2 separate regions of the Oryctolagus cuniculus genome follow, and region 2 is linked to region 1. A link is a contact called in public Micro-C data. All regions are on one chromosome and are shown on one strand. Each heading gives the region's core, a stretch centred on a gene start, on an enhancer-like site or on the middle of the called end of the contact. The rest is flanking DNA. Distances are from core to core; before and after follow the strand shown. Region 1 holds the start of ZFP91 (ZFP91 zinc finger protein, atypical E3 ubiquitin ligase). Region 2 holds the start of ZDHHC5 (zinc finger DHHC-type palmitoyltransferase 5).

What was found. Hi-C and Micro-C count contacts between places; a contact is called where the count stands out from the background.
Region 2: a Micro-C map of ear pinna shows a contact between it and region 1, with 10 times the contacts expected there. The contact joins the promoter of ZDHHC5 here to the promoter of ZFP91 in region 1. A contact is called at or near these places in 2 of 6 Hi-C or Micro-C datasets (ear pinna and an unstated tissue).

What each region holds. Positions count from the first base shown.
Region 1 is chr1:13,559,472-13,566,654 of mOryCun1.1, forward strand. It overlaps ZFP91 (ZFP91 zinc finger protein, atypical E3 ubiquitin ligase), which reads right to left and starts at 3,908. Exons shown (of 11, transcript XM_051854290.2): 1 at 3,395-3,908. The coding sequence starts at 3,753. It overlaps LPXN (leupaxin), which reads left to right and starts at 6,684. Exons shown (of 9, transcript NM_001082048.1): 1 at 6,684-6,760. The coding sequence starts at 6,748.
Region 2 is chr1:14,478,198-14,485,380 of mOryCun1.1, forward strand. ZDHHC5 (zinc finger DHHC-type palmitoyltransferase 5) reads right to left here and starts at 2,427. Exons shown (of 12, transcript XM_002709166.5): 1 at 2,086-2,427. LOC138848926 (a long non-coding RNA gene) reads left to right here and starts at 1,405. Exons shown (of 3, transcript XR_011387103.1): 1 at 1,405-1,711; 2 at 2,401-2,748; 3 at 5,014-6,237.

The DNA.
Region 1 (7,183 bases), core at 2,658-5,157:
GGGCCCAAGCACTTGGGCCAACCTCCACTGCACACAGCAGAGAGCTGGCCAGGAAGAGGGGCAACCGGGACAGAATCCGGCGCCCCGACCAGGACTAGAACCCGGTGTGCTGGCACCGCAAGGTGGAGGATTAGCCTATTGAGCCGCGGCGCCGGCCTTTAATCTAGTCTTAATTTGAGAATTTCACGGTTTGCATATTAGCAGAGAACACAGACACTTTCAATTACAAATCAAAAACTATCCAGAAACTATTTTACTAGTGTTACCAAATATTTGTTGTGCAATATATCTATATAAAAATTAAACACAAGTATATAAACACTGCATTTAAAAGAATAAAATTACTTGAGAATCTTAGCTGTATAATTTATTGACTAAAATTCAACACATGATTAGCCTAATTCTTCAGATGTACTAGAGTATTTCAAAAAGTTCATGGAAAATGGAACTAAAAGATATTTATTTGGGGGCAAAATATTTTGAAGTCTATACATTCGCGTTCGAGCTTGGATAACCTTTCTTTAGTATTAGTTGTCTAGGCTTTGAATTATGATCCTGGCATTTAACTTGATGCCTTTCTCTTGAGCACATTTACTGAAAATTTTTTTACTTCCTTCCATTCAGATATTTCCTTTACTCTTCCTATTAAATACCAAATACAATGCAAATATGAAGGTGTTTTGAGCTTATTAACTTTAAGAAACTTTATCATCATCCAACCACAAAGCTCATTTCATGAATTTATAAAAATATCAATTACAGATGAAGTAGGCCTATAGAGGTTAAATGACTCGCCCAAGGTCACTTAGCAATACAAAGCCGGGACCCAAAACTTTCCAATTCAAGTCCAGTGTTTTTCCACTGTATTATTTTGCCTTCTAGTAGCAACAGAGACCTCAAAAACTCCAAATCTGTGTATTTATTGGCTTAACTTATTGTACATTATGCTACCTTTACACCAAGAGAAACAAATCTAGGTTCAACAGCTGATTATTAGGATTTTATGGGGGGAAAGAAAGATACAGAAAAATGACCTGAATAGCATAAGCAGCTAATGCAGAGATTAAATTCCTTGCTTCCCTTTTAAAATTCTCAAGATATTTGGAAAACACAGATGAATCTAGTTCAGGGTCTCAATAAACTGATAAAACCTCTTGTCTGAAAGGATTATGTAGGAAGGAGTTTTATTTGCTTTTTCTTTTTTGGAAAAACGAGTTTTAAAATGTATTATATCACTGAAAATTGGTAAGTGATGCACCTGTTTGAAAAATCTCCATCAATTAATGCATCTTCCCTTGCAGTGCAAGGTCCTTGAAGACTCTTATGTTTCCACTACCTAGCTCAGATTCTAGTACCAGGCTCAGCTCCTGCTCAAAGATCACTGCCAGGCTGAAATGTTTTGGGATTCTTTGATTTCCAGGCCAGACAGAAAATTGAAAACATTCAACAAAAACACTATGACAAAAATTAGCAATCCAATTAAAATTAGCTTTCAGTGCACTGTCAAGAGATAATTATCTTGCTAAAGGTGGTTAAGAGAACACCAACTTCACTATCTGTTATGATACTGGATGAGAGAAGTGGGGACATGAAGAATTTATAGACTTGTTTCTTACCCACAGGGAATTTTGAGGAGGAAAACACTCTAAGGATTTAATTAAGTCATCTTCATTCAAGTTCATTTGTCTTAATAGTTACATTGTGGAAGTAAAATGACTCATTAGTACTCTTTGCCAAGAGTTAGGGGAACAAATAAATCATGACAGCAGTTAAAACCACCACTCTAGGTATCTTAACAGATACAGCTGTATTCCTCTTTCAAGTAGTATGTGAAAATGAAAGAGTATTTTAAAAATATTTTATTAACCCCATTATGTATAATACAAAAAAAAAAGTGTGTTTCAGAAATAACGTGAAAACCACCACCCCTGGCCACTCACACTTCTACTATGCCCCCATCGTTCAATACAGTGTCTTTCACTTAGTATTTTACTAAAGTGTCACACGTTGTGGTCGGTAGTTCACATGCTCGAATTCTCACAAACTCAGTGTCATGGCAGTTATTCCACATATATAATCCCATACAGATAAGGAAACTGACAGGCTAAAGAATTTATCCAAGAAATTTATATCCAAATAAGGTTAATATTTTCAAATTTATAAAAGAATAAACCAAGTTTTTTCAACATAAAATGCACCTACAGCAATTAAGATTCTAACTGCAGCTGATCTGTACATACAGATTTCTGTTGTCCACAGAACGAATTTACAACGAATTGGGTAAATTCTGTTAAATGACCTTCAAAAATTTGAATGCATACTTAATGCACTACTTACTGTAGTAGTAAGACATCTTTAAATTTTATTCCTCTTTCTGAGAGCTTCCTAAGCCAAGGCTGCCAAGTCATAGACTTAATTTTGGAACGTATCTATTTCTAGGTTTAAAAATACTAGGTCTAGGGTAACCAAACCTTGCCACTATTTCTACCGGTGTAACGGGAACACTTAAAATTGACTTTTCCCTCTCCACCTTCCAGATTCCCTGCTTTTACTAACTTTTTAATTTCAAAGGCAAGTAACATAAATGATGTTTTCTGTAATCAATTTAATAGCTAACAGGATTGACTTCAGGAACTTACAAACTTGAGGGCTTCAGTATTCTTAACAAGAGCTTGCGTTTTAAACATATGTATGTTCCTGACCACTTGTTCATGGTGGTTCAAGTTATTCTATCACCTCTTGGTAAGAGCGGAATTCCCTTCAGAGGCGTCCAATTTTGAAGATTAAAGCCCCTACACTAAGTATATGCAAAATTTTAAAAAATGTTAGAAGCTGAAGAACCCAATTTTTGTTCTATGGAAGCGCCTACACCTGAAATTGGCACGGCCACGTTTGACCCTAAATGTGACCATTTCTACAAACAGCGAGCACCCAGGTGAAGACTCAGAAGGGCGAGCGCTGCGACAGACACTGCAGGACGACTCGCTCTCCAGCCACGGGACCGATTTGTTTTCGCAGGCGAGGTCCGTGCTGTGGATTTCCTAATGGGGATGTGATGTCATACTGGAGAGCCGCCGAAGGGAAAGGGATAGGCTGACAAAGGCGGTGCGGGTGCCAGGGGAGCAAGGGGCCCGCGGGCGGCGGGGAGAGGCGGGAGAGGGGAGCGGGGCAGGGGCGCCCCGCGCGACCCCGGGGGCGGGGAGGCGGCCCGACCGGGGGCGCGGCGGGCAGGTGCGGGCCGCCGCCCGGGAGAACCGGGGGACACCTGGCGTGCGGAGCCGGCAGGGGGCAGCGCAGGCAGGATGTCACGTGGAGAAGGCGCTACGGGAGCCGAGAGGGTTTGCGTGCGGACAGAGGGGGTCTCTCCCACCGCCTGAAAGACTGCGTTACTCACAGGAGTCGCGGACTCTTCTTGCCCTGAACTGGAGACGGGGGCTTCGCGGCCTGGGACTGCTGCCCTGGGACGTCCAGAGGCCTGGCGCTGGGGCTGCTCCTTCGCCGGCGGGGATACTCGGCCTTCCTCCGGCGGGACACAGCGGCCGCGGCGGCGGCTGCGGCGGCGGCCGCCGCGGCCCGGCCCCGGTCCCGACCGCCCCTCAGCACGCGGCTGCTCGTAGCGCCCGCAGGCGTCGCCGCCGCCGCCTCAGGGGGCCGAGGTTGGGGCTCCTCCGGAGCCGCCTTGGCCGCCGCCGCCTCTCCCCCTTCCTGGTCCTGCTGCTCCGGGGGTCTCGGCTCTTCCGTCTCCCCCGGCATCAGGGCTCGTCCGTCCCCCACCCCCTCGACCCAGGCGGCGGAGGCGGAGGCGGCGGCGGCCGCGACGCTGCTCCCCCCGCCCCCCTCGCCTCCCGGAGCGTCCGGCTCACTCTCACCCTGCGCTCTTCTTTTCCCCCCTCCCCTCCGCCCGGCTCCGAGGGCGCCCCCCCACCCCCTGCCACTCACGGCCCGCTACCGCTGGCGGCGCGCGCGCGCCCGCCACACAACCTCTGCAGACCAATAGGAGAGGAGGGACGGCCTCCTCGCCCCGCCCCTGGCGGTCTCACGCGCAGCGACGCACCAGGTTCCCTCCCTCACCTCTCCCTTCACCCAATCAGGAAACGGCTCTGAGGGAGCGCGCGAGGTTTCCTTCCCCGCGCACCCGTTCTCACCGTTAAACGGCTGCGTCTCGCGACAATCCCAAAGTGACCTTTCCCCCTCTCCGGAGTTCAACGCGAGCTAGGGGCAGGAGGAGGGGCAGGTGTCGCGAAGAAGGTGGAAGGGAAAAAACGCACCTTTCCCCGCCTCGCGCGGGCTGGCTGCGCGCGCACCTGCCTCCCTAAGGAGCCGCGAACGCCACAAGGGCTCTTTCTGCCCTTCCTTAGGCCGCAGAAGTAGCCTGGGTGTCCTTCCGTCTCCACCCCGTCCCCACTTTCCTGTCTCTGGCTTTTCTGTCCCCAGCGCCGCCAGGTCTTGCGGGGAGAAGGGGGAAATTTTTTGAGTTGTCGCTTCTCCTTTAAGAAAAAAAGCCCCGTCGGCTGCCGGATGAAAGTCTCCGAAAAAATGGCGTCGGCAGAATGGAGGCGGGGTCGAGGGGGGTAAGGAGGGCCCGCCTCGACGCATGCGCACGATAACTTCAGCCAAGTGCATTGTGGGAAATGAAGTCCTGTTTATCCTAATACGTGCAGAAAAAAAAAAATTAGGAAGCCGGAGGCGGAGAGGATGCCGGGAGGTTTTGACTGGCGACGGGAAAAGTAGTTTACTCTGCTACCGTAGTTTACTTTTTGAGGGAGGTAGTGTTTCCGGGTTAGGCCAGGACGCCTGCGTACATCCCGGCTCGAAAGTTCAGCCAATTGCCGAGCAGGATTGCCTGCGGGAGGGTTCTGTGTTACTTCTGAGTACTTTTTTTTTTTTTTGTAACTTGGCCTCTGGTTTTTTGGGGATGGCCACCCAGTAGACTTGGCTTCCTTCGAGGTAGCCAGATGATGCCTCCTCAGGGGCAGTCCGGCGTTCCTGTTTGCAACGCTCGTCCGGGCCTCGTGTGTCTGACCCGGGAACTGAGTCTGGCTCCGTCGGGTCTTCGATATCACGATGACCAGGACTCATCGGGCACCTAGTATCTCGGGGCGTGGGCTGACTTGTAGAGCTGCGGTGTTGGGGCATCGCGGAGCTGGCGTGGGCTGTTCGCGTGACTCCGCGACCTCCGCCGAGTGGCTGAGGGCCCCGGCTCGCCGCCCCGGAGCCTCTGGGTCTGCGGTTCGTCCGCGTCCCTGTGTCAGAAGCGGCTCTCTGGGCCCCTGGCGTGTGGAACTAAGTCGTCCTCTGCGCGTCCGAAGGGGGTTTCCGCGTGCAAGTCAGTGGGTGGTGCAGCCGGCGAGGGGCGAGCTGAGCGCTTCACCCTTGAAAACGAAAGCCTCCGGGTTCCGAGGGTAGAAGCCCCACAGGAAAGAGGACGGAAACAAGATCCGGGGTTCCCGTTCTAAGTTCCACATGAATCATTCAGTTAAACCGTAGACGAGTGCCGAAGGACGTTTTCCTTCCCATGTGTTGACTCAGTTACCACGTTAGGCTAAAAAATTATGTTGGTATTGAGTATTTGGGGACATTTTTTCATTTCCGTAAGGTCATTTCCAGTTGTAAAAATTGTCTAGCCCAGCGTCCCTGGCAGTGTTTCCCGACCGCTTTCTCGGTGAGCAGACTTTTAGAACAGCACTGACATCCAATGGCTGCTTAAAGTAATACAGAGAATTTTTTAAGTCATACAGTGATAAATGGATTATTGGTTTTTTTTTTAAAAGACCCCAGTGTTGTAGAAGAATGATACATTCTGTTATTTTAGTACGATTCCACAAACCTATTTCACCACTGGGGAAATGGGATAAAATATATTTAACAGAGCTACAATTAAAGCTGTTTACATACTACCTTCTCAAAGTAGGCTTTTTGTAATGTTTTATTTCATTTAAGGTAGATGAAGTCACAGGAGTAAAAATGGTGAAGAGTTAATTTCTTGTATTTTTCCGACACTGCTACACAGCTGTGTAACTAGGCCCAGCTGAGATATTTGCAGTTTAAGCACGCGCGATATCTTAAAACTTTCCAGTTTCCTTCTTCATGCCCCTTGTAGATGTTTGCATTTGAATCCGCTCAGTCAGCCCCTGAGATCCAAACATGAACCCATTTATGCCTTGCTTTTAATGGATTTTCAGTCTGTCTGTCTAGGAAAACAGGTAAGCATAATTTCTGAATAACTAAGCAAATACAGACTGCAAAAGTAGCTGGGAGCTAGTTAACTGCTATGGAAATTTTAAAAGGGATTCGCCTCAATGGTCCCCTAGGTTCACAGAAGGAAAAAAATAAGGCAGAAGCCCAGGCACAATGGGACATGTACCTTTGGAAGAAAACCACATGTGTGAATGGGCTATTCCCATGAATTCAAGATGAATCCCAGCATATAGTAGGTGCTCAAGTTTTGAAAAATTAATTTTGGATCTTTATCACCATAGCCAATGCACTGCCAGAACTTAAATCTTAACAACCTGCCTTTCAAAGTCAGTCTCCTTTTAAAAACTGTGACCTACTTAAAAAGTAGAAGAAGAAGAAATGCACCAAATCAAAAGAGAGGAAGTGCTAAGCAAATACAGTAACCAAAAAGGGTTATAAAGGCTGCATTACGTTGTCTTGTTCAGTTCCTTTGCGGTCTTCTGTTCAGCACATGCCAAAAGCAGTTCTTCTTCACAACTGGTGAGACCGGAGCATCCTGGGTGTGGGGCCATGGAGGAATTGGGTGAGTGAGGAGCTTCTTGGGAGAAACAGAGGGAATGAAGCAGCAGCCACCATCTCTATGTGCGGGGGTATACTTCTAGTTGTTTGAGGGAGATGTTGGAAGATTTTATTTTCACTTTTGTCCTCTGCTCAACCAAGAGGGAACTGAGGAACTATGATTGGGAACATTTTGGGTTTACTCTTTGTAGTGGCACAATAGGCAGAGAATTCTGTGGTAACCACAAAGTATACTCCAGACAAATACCTTTGGACTGAATCACTTCAAAATTATCATTTTATTATGGGCATATTCTTCTTTGAGGGCTCCTGGAGATACTAGGTTGGCCACACAGCTGGGCAACGACAACCGGGATCTGGGTGAAAAAAAGGAGTCAGGGATTGGCAAATGTGTCACAAGGCGGAGACATGGAATAGACATTCGAGA
Region 2 (7,183 bases), core at 1,177-3,676, 920 kb after region 1:
TCATCTAGTGATCTCAAAGCACTTTACTCACATTATCTGGTGACACAGTCCCTTATCCCACTCTGTAAAATTGAAGGCTAGAGAATGCCTGAGGGCACTCCACTGAATCACTTGGGCAGCCAGGTTCAGAAGCCAAGAGTTCACATGCCCCTTTGCTGACAAACCCTTTCTACCTCTTGTTTATCCACTATACTAACTGCCCAATGACGACAACTTGAAATCTGTACACCACAAAATTTACTGAAGTTAGAACTTAAAAACAAAGCAATTTTATTCTCCTCAAGCAGTCTGGTATTTCTTAATGCCAGAGGTAGAGATTGAAAGTATCAGAAAATTTGGATAATAAAAATACAAATGTACCTTGAATTCATCATTTTCGTTCTCACCTGTGGCATGGAAAGCAAAGGCACCTTCCTTCAAGATTCATCATTTCTGTCCTTAAAAACAGGGCTTCAGGGGCGGGCATTTACCACAGCTGTTAAGATGCTGCCTGGGACACCTGCATCCCACACTGGCCTCCTCTCCTTCCAACCCAGCTTCCTGCTAATGCACACTCTGGGAGGCAGCAGGTGATGGCTTAAGGACTGGGCTTTGTCACCCACATGGGAGACCTGGACTGAATTCAGGACTCCTGGCCTCAGCCAAGCCTAACCTGGACTGCTGCAAGCATTTGGGAAGTGAACCAGCAGATGCAAGGTTTGTCTCTGCGTCTGTCTCTGCTTTTCAAATAAATAAATATTTTAAAAGAAGGGGCAGGATGAAACCTAAAAATTTCCTGGGTATGTAGAGAGACATACTAAGTCTTAGCAGAAGGATCTACTGCAGATGGCAGGGATGAGATTGGAAGGGTAAATGTCGTTCAACAGTGGCAACAGCGTGGATCCACATCAGTATCAAAAAATATACAAGGGCATATGCGACATATTCAGGCACACGGTCAACTATGGAATGAAAATATGCACATATAAAACGAATACTATAGGACACGTACTTTGAGAGCTTTAATAAGATTGAACACAAATACCTCCTTAAAGGGGTTAAGGGATCCGAACAGTATCCCTGGCAACACAGACATTGCTTGCTGAAACAAGGTGGTGTAACAGCACAATACAGGAAAAGCTAAAAACACAGCCATTGAAGTGCCATGGAATAATCCATGTTGAGATATCGGGGGGAAAAAAAAGAGTCAAAAGTTTAATGTGGATTTTATCACTATATATCAAGGTAGCAAAGTACATGGCAATACAATTCTTGTAAACACTTGACGGGTTCTCTGGAATGGCCTATAGCGAGCCCTCCTTAGAAATCCGACACAGGACTGAAGGGCTAATCGGGATAAAAGGTGGGAATGCAAACGTGAAATCAACCTGGGCAAGATGGCATTAACCAGGAAGTGAAAAACGCAGGGCAAAAAAACGATCTGGAGTCAGTAACTTTGAGCCACTTTCTTCCTTCTCGCGGCCGTGTTTTCAATCGGTCAAGGGGGTGAGACACCCTCACCCCCCGCCCCACAAAGAGATCCCTACAGGTAAAAACACCGGCGAACACGTTCGGGCTCCACTGGCAAAAAGTACAAAGTACTGGCAGCACGGAGCCCTCGGCCGGTGGGGTTGGAGGGTGGAAAAGCACAGGTTACAGGACGAAGCTCGAGTGGAGAACTCGAAACGCACGGTCAAAGGGGGAACGGCACCGAACCCGTCCCCGGGCACAGGTAACGTCCACGGAGCCCCAGAGGGCGGAATCCGCGGCGGCGGGGCCCACCGAGGCTGGGGGAGCGAGCGGCGGAGGGCCGGGGGCGGAAGGGGCGGCGGCTGGGTGCCAGGCTCCGAAGACCGCAGTCCGGAGCCCGGCGGCCCGGCACTACCCGGTCCCGAGCCCCGGCGGCCCTGGATCCCAGCCTCGACTCGTCGGCCGTTTCAGGGGCCCACGGGTCCCTGCCGCGGCTGGATGACCCGGCCTGGAGCAGGGCCGGGGCCTTAACCCCCTCCCCCGCTCCGGTCCCCCTTCCCTAGAGGTCACTCTCCCCTCCCACCTCACTGGCCCGGCACTTCCGGTTCCGCAGGGGCCGGCGTCCCCGGTACTCACCCCCGGAGCGGCGCCCGTCACCGCCGCCGTCGTTGTCACCGCCGCCTCCCGGCAGTGCCGTCCGGCCTCTGAGAGGCAGCGCGCGGCCCCCGCACGCTCCACGCCCGCCCCGCTCCCGCGCGCTCCCGCCTGGCGACGCTCGTCAGCGAGCCGGCGCGCGGCCGTTGCGCTCAGTGCCGGGTCTCGAGCCCTCCCAGCGTTCCCATTGGCTCCCTGGCCCGGGCGCGCGCGACGTCTCGCGCTGGGCACGTTTCTCTCATTCATGCGGCTCACGCCGTCGCGCCCGCCCCTGCTCACTCTCCCATTCACCCACAGCCCCCACCCCGTCTCCCCTCTGGGGCGTGCGCGCGAACCGCGGCGACCGCGGCGACCTCGCCGTCTGATTGGCTGTAGGAGCACAGCGCCGTACGCACGCAAGAAGACGAGAACGCGCGCGCAAGGGCGTCGGGTTCCGCTGACGACTAGGCGAGCAGGGTCGGCATACTGTGCGGGAGTCGAGAATGAGGAAATGGCCGGGAGACTCCCTCCGTTTCCTGCGCCTTGTTTTCTGTCCCTGTTGTATCCTAACGGAAACCCTCGGAAATAAAAAAGAATTATGCGTGTGTGCTGGAAGTACTCACAAGCAAGCAGCTCGTCTCTCGAATTTGCCAACCCCCCCTCCAAGTAAGTGTGGTACAGTCCAGACAGGCTTCTAGCCTGACCAATCACCGATGAGTCTCGCGGTCTTCCTGCTTCGCCCCTTCACGCGTTGGCCAACCGCTTGGCGATTAAGTAGGCCTCCTTCCATCCCGCCCCCTCCCTTTTTTGATGGCAAAAACTTTATTTAAAACGATGTTGGCGAAGTATTCGCCTCTGCGAGTCCCCTGTGCCCGGGTGGCGGAATGGCCCGGGCTGTGGCTCCCACACGGAGGGGGCGCCCGGACGAGAAGAGGCAGTGTGGGGCGAAGCTCCTGCCGAGGGGCCGGGGAGAAAGGCGGAGGAGAGCCGGCACGAGCCTCGGAGCCTCGAGTGCCAGCGGCGGCCGAGTCCAGGCTGCCCTTAACTCCATTAGTTTCCCACGGCCACACGGCGGGTGGAGCGCCCGCACCCCTGACCTCACCTAGTTAGAGAAGACAAGCAGGAAATACCGGGCTCTCTTAAACAGCCCCAGTCCCTAGCGAGCTGCTGGCCAGGTGTCCGTAGAGCGCAGCGGTTATTAGCCCGAGACCCCGATGAACCCAACAGCAGTGCCACGTGTCCTCTGGCCATTCCTCTCCTGAAGGCAGCACCTTCCAAAAGGTGTCCCCCGCCCACTTCTCTGAAGCCGTGGTTCCTTAGCTTCAGAGGCGATGCTAAGTCCTGCTGACTGCCCCGTTGCTGACATTTTAACACTGGGCACCAAAAGGCCAAGGGCGGCCTTCTGTTTTCTGGAGTCTCGTCCGGTTCCTTCTCTGACTTACAGAAAGCACATGTCATCAGTTCTGGCTCATTCTTGTTAAGGGCTTCAATCCAGCATTTATTGCAACTCCCTGGAGAGTTCTTTTTAATCAGTGTATATTTTTAAGTCTTCCAAGGGTGGGAAACATCCAGCCCTCAGGTCGTATAAGGCCCACAGAATCATTTGTTCTGGCAACCATAGGCAGCACTAGAAATTCCATAAATCTATGGAAGGCTAATTTTTAAGTTGATAACTTTGTATGTCCCACTACTGATGTTATAAGTATCAAATGGTCCTTGGTAAAAAGAAAGAGACCACTACTGATGTTATAAGGTCCTTGGTAGAAAGAGAGAGAGAGAGAGAGAGAGAGAGAGAGAGAGAGAGAGAGAGAGAGAGAGGCAGAAAGAAAAAGAAAGAAGAAAAAAGGAAGGAGGGAGGGAGGGAGGAAAGGAAGGAAGAAAGTTCCCCACCTTGGCTAACCCTCTACCAGGTAAATTTAAGTTGCTGGAGGAGCCAGTGTTGTGGCACAGCAGGTGAAGCTGCCACCCGCGACACTGGAATCTCAGGAGCACAGGTTCCAGTCCTGGCGGCTGCACTTCTGATCCAGCTCCCTGCCTTTCAAATAAATGAATACATATTTTTTTAAAAGATGTATTTATTTATTTGAGAGGAAGAGTTACAGACAGGCAGAAGCAGAGAGAGAAAGAATGAGTCTTCCATCTGCTGGTTCACTCCCCAGATGACCACAGTGGCCAGAGCTGCGCCTATCAGAAGCCAGGAGCTTCTTCCGGGCCTCCCACATGGGTGCAGGGGCCCAAGGACTTGGGCCATCTTCCACTGCTTTCCCAGGCCATAGCAGAGAGCTGGATCGGAAGTGGAGCAGCCGGGGCTTGAACTGCATGCGGCGACTTTACCCGATACGCCACTGCACCAGTCCCAGTTCATATTCTTTTTTTAAAAAAATGTTACCAGAGAGAAAATTTTTACTTATTTTTTTACCTGTCACCATGTTGTTTCCTTCACAGGAAGTTAACTTTCATTTTCCAGGTGTCTATTTGACTCCGATTTTAAGATGTTCTCATTTCTTCACCTCACAAATTAAAATTTTATTTTCCTACTTTTAACTAAGAACCTGTAATTATGGATGTCTGTTGGCTAGACTGTGCTGAAAGGGGAGGAGAAGTTAACATTCCACCATCCAACTACACATAAGGATCACTCCAGGACACTAGAATACTGGGTTGCAAACCTCTTTCTTAGCTAGATGAGCACCAACAGAGGCATAATCATCACCCCAAGATTTGGAGAGTCTATTTTCTTGTCCAGTTTTCTTTAGATGATTGAAGTTATTTGCTGGAAAGGATGTTTAATAGGACATAAGGTTTCAATTGCCAGCCACTTCTGAAAAGTTGTCCAGAATAAAATCCAGACTAAAAAAAGGAGTATCTAGGGAGCCGGTGCTGTGCCATAGTGAGTAAAGCCACCACCTGTGGTGCTGGCATCCCATACAGATGCCGGTTCAAGTCCTGGCTGCTCCACTTCGAATCCTGCTCTCTGCCATGGCCTGGGAAAGCAGCGGAGGATGCCCCAAGCCCTTGGGCCCCTGCACCCATGTGAGACGACATGGAAGGAACTCCTGGCTCCTGGCTTCAGATCGGCTGAGCTGCAGCCGTTGTGGCTATTTGGGGAGTGAACCAGCAAATGAAAGAGAATGGAAGACCCCCCTCTGCCTCTAACTCTGCCTTTCAAATAAGTAAATAAATATTTTTTAAAATGGAATATCTAGAGCACCAAATTTCAAGTGAATTGCTTTGTTAGGTATATCAAGTAATGGCTTAGTTTAAGTATAATCGATACTCTTTGAAATTCTCTTCAGTTGCATTTTCTAGCCTGTACATGGCACACCACAGGGTCATTTTTAGTTCAACTGACAAGTAATAACAGGAATTGAAGAAAAGTTCATGGACAAATGGGTTTAAAAGATAAAAATGAAAAGTATAGGCCTTGGGGCTGGCATTGTGGCGCAGCGGGTGAAAACTGCCACCAGGAACGCCAGCATCCCACGTGAGCACCAGTCCAAGTCGCGGCTGCTCTGCTTCCTGTACAGCTCTCTGCTAATGCACCTGGGAAAGCAGCGGAACAGGACCTCAGCACTTGGGCCCCTGCACCATGTGGGAGACCAGGATGGAGTTCCTGGCTCCTGTCCTCAGCCTGGCCTAGCCCCAGACGTTCCAGCCATTTGGGGAGTGCACCAGTGGATGGAAGATCTCTAACTGCTTTTCAAGTAAATAAGTAAATACACACACACACACACACACACATATATATATATATACACATATATACATATGCCAGCTTGCTTGGCAGAGAAGAGCAAGCAAGAGCACTGTCAGGGTGAAAGACACTGGTAAATTTTCCCTGGATTTTTGTAAAGATGTATATATTTAAAAGGCAGAATGAATGCCGGCTGGCGCCACAGCTCAATAGGCTAATCCTCTGCCTGTGGCACTGGCACACAGGGTTCTAGTCCCAGTCGGGGCACTGGATTCTGTCCCGGTTGCTCCTCTTCCAGTCCAGCTCTCTGCTGTGGCCCGGGAGTGCAGTGAAGGATGGCCCAAGTGCTTGGGCCCTGCACCCCCATGGGAGACCAGAAGCACCTGGCTCCTGGCTTCGGATCAGCGCGGTGCACCAGCCGCAGCGGCCATTGGAGGGTGAACCAACGGCAAAAAGGAAGACCTTTCTCTCTCTCTCTCTCTCACTGTCCACTCTGTCAAAAAAAAAAAAAAAAAAAAAATTTAAAAAAAAGGCAGAATGCCAGAGAGAATGGGAGGGACAGAGATTTTTTATTTTTATTTTTTATTTTTTTTGCATCCGTTGGCTCACTCCCCAAGTACCTGCAATAGCCAGGGCTGGGCCAGGCCAAAGCCAGGAACCGGGAACTCCATCCAGACCTCCTAAGTGGGCCGCAGGGCCCCACCCTGGGCCATCATTAGCAGGAAGCTAGATCAGAAGCAGAGCAGCCAGACTCAAACCAGCACTCTGACAGGGGATGCCGATGTTGCAAAGCGGCAGTTAAGCCTGTTGCACCACAACGCCATTTCCCCAAGGCATTTTCCACTAAAGCTTTGGCTACATTTCTCAACAGCACTCCCAGAATAGCAGATGTTATTATTACTTGGTTTTCCAGCAAACAAAATGCCTTCAGCATCCAAAAAAACACCACCGCCTCGAACCAGCACACCAATACGGCATGTCAGCATTGCAGCGGCAGCTTAGCCTACTGTGCCACCAAGGCAGCCCCCATCTAGTCCCTTCTTAAAACAAGTGCTCCATTCACAAAGTTATTTTTTATTTTTTTATTTTTTATTTTTGACAGGCAGAGTGGACAGTGAGAGAGAGACAGAGAGAAAGGTCTTCCTTTGCCGTTGGTTTACCCTCAATGGCCGCCGCGGCCAGCGCGCTGTGGCCGGCGCACCGCGCTGATCCGATGGCAGGAGCCAGGTGCTTCTCCTGGTCTCCCATGGGGTGCAGGGCCCAAGCACTTGGGCCATCCTCCACTGCACTCCCGGGCCACAGCAGAGAGCTGGCCTGGAAGAGGGGCAACCGGGACAGAATCCGGCGCCCCAACCGGGACTAGAACCCCGTGTGCCGGCACCACAAGGCGGAGGATTAGCCTAGTGA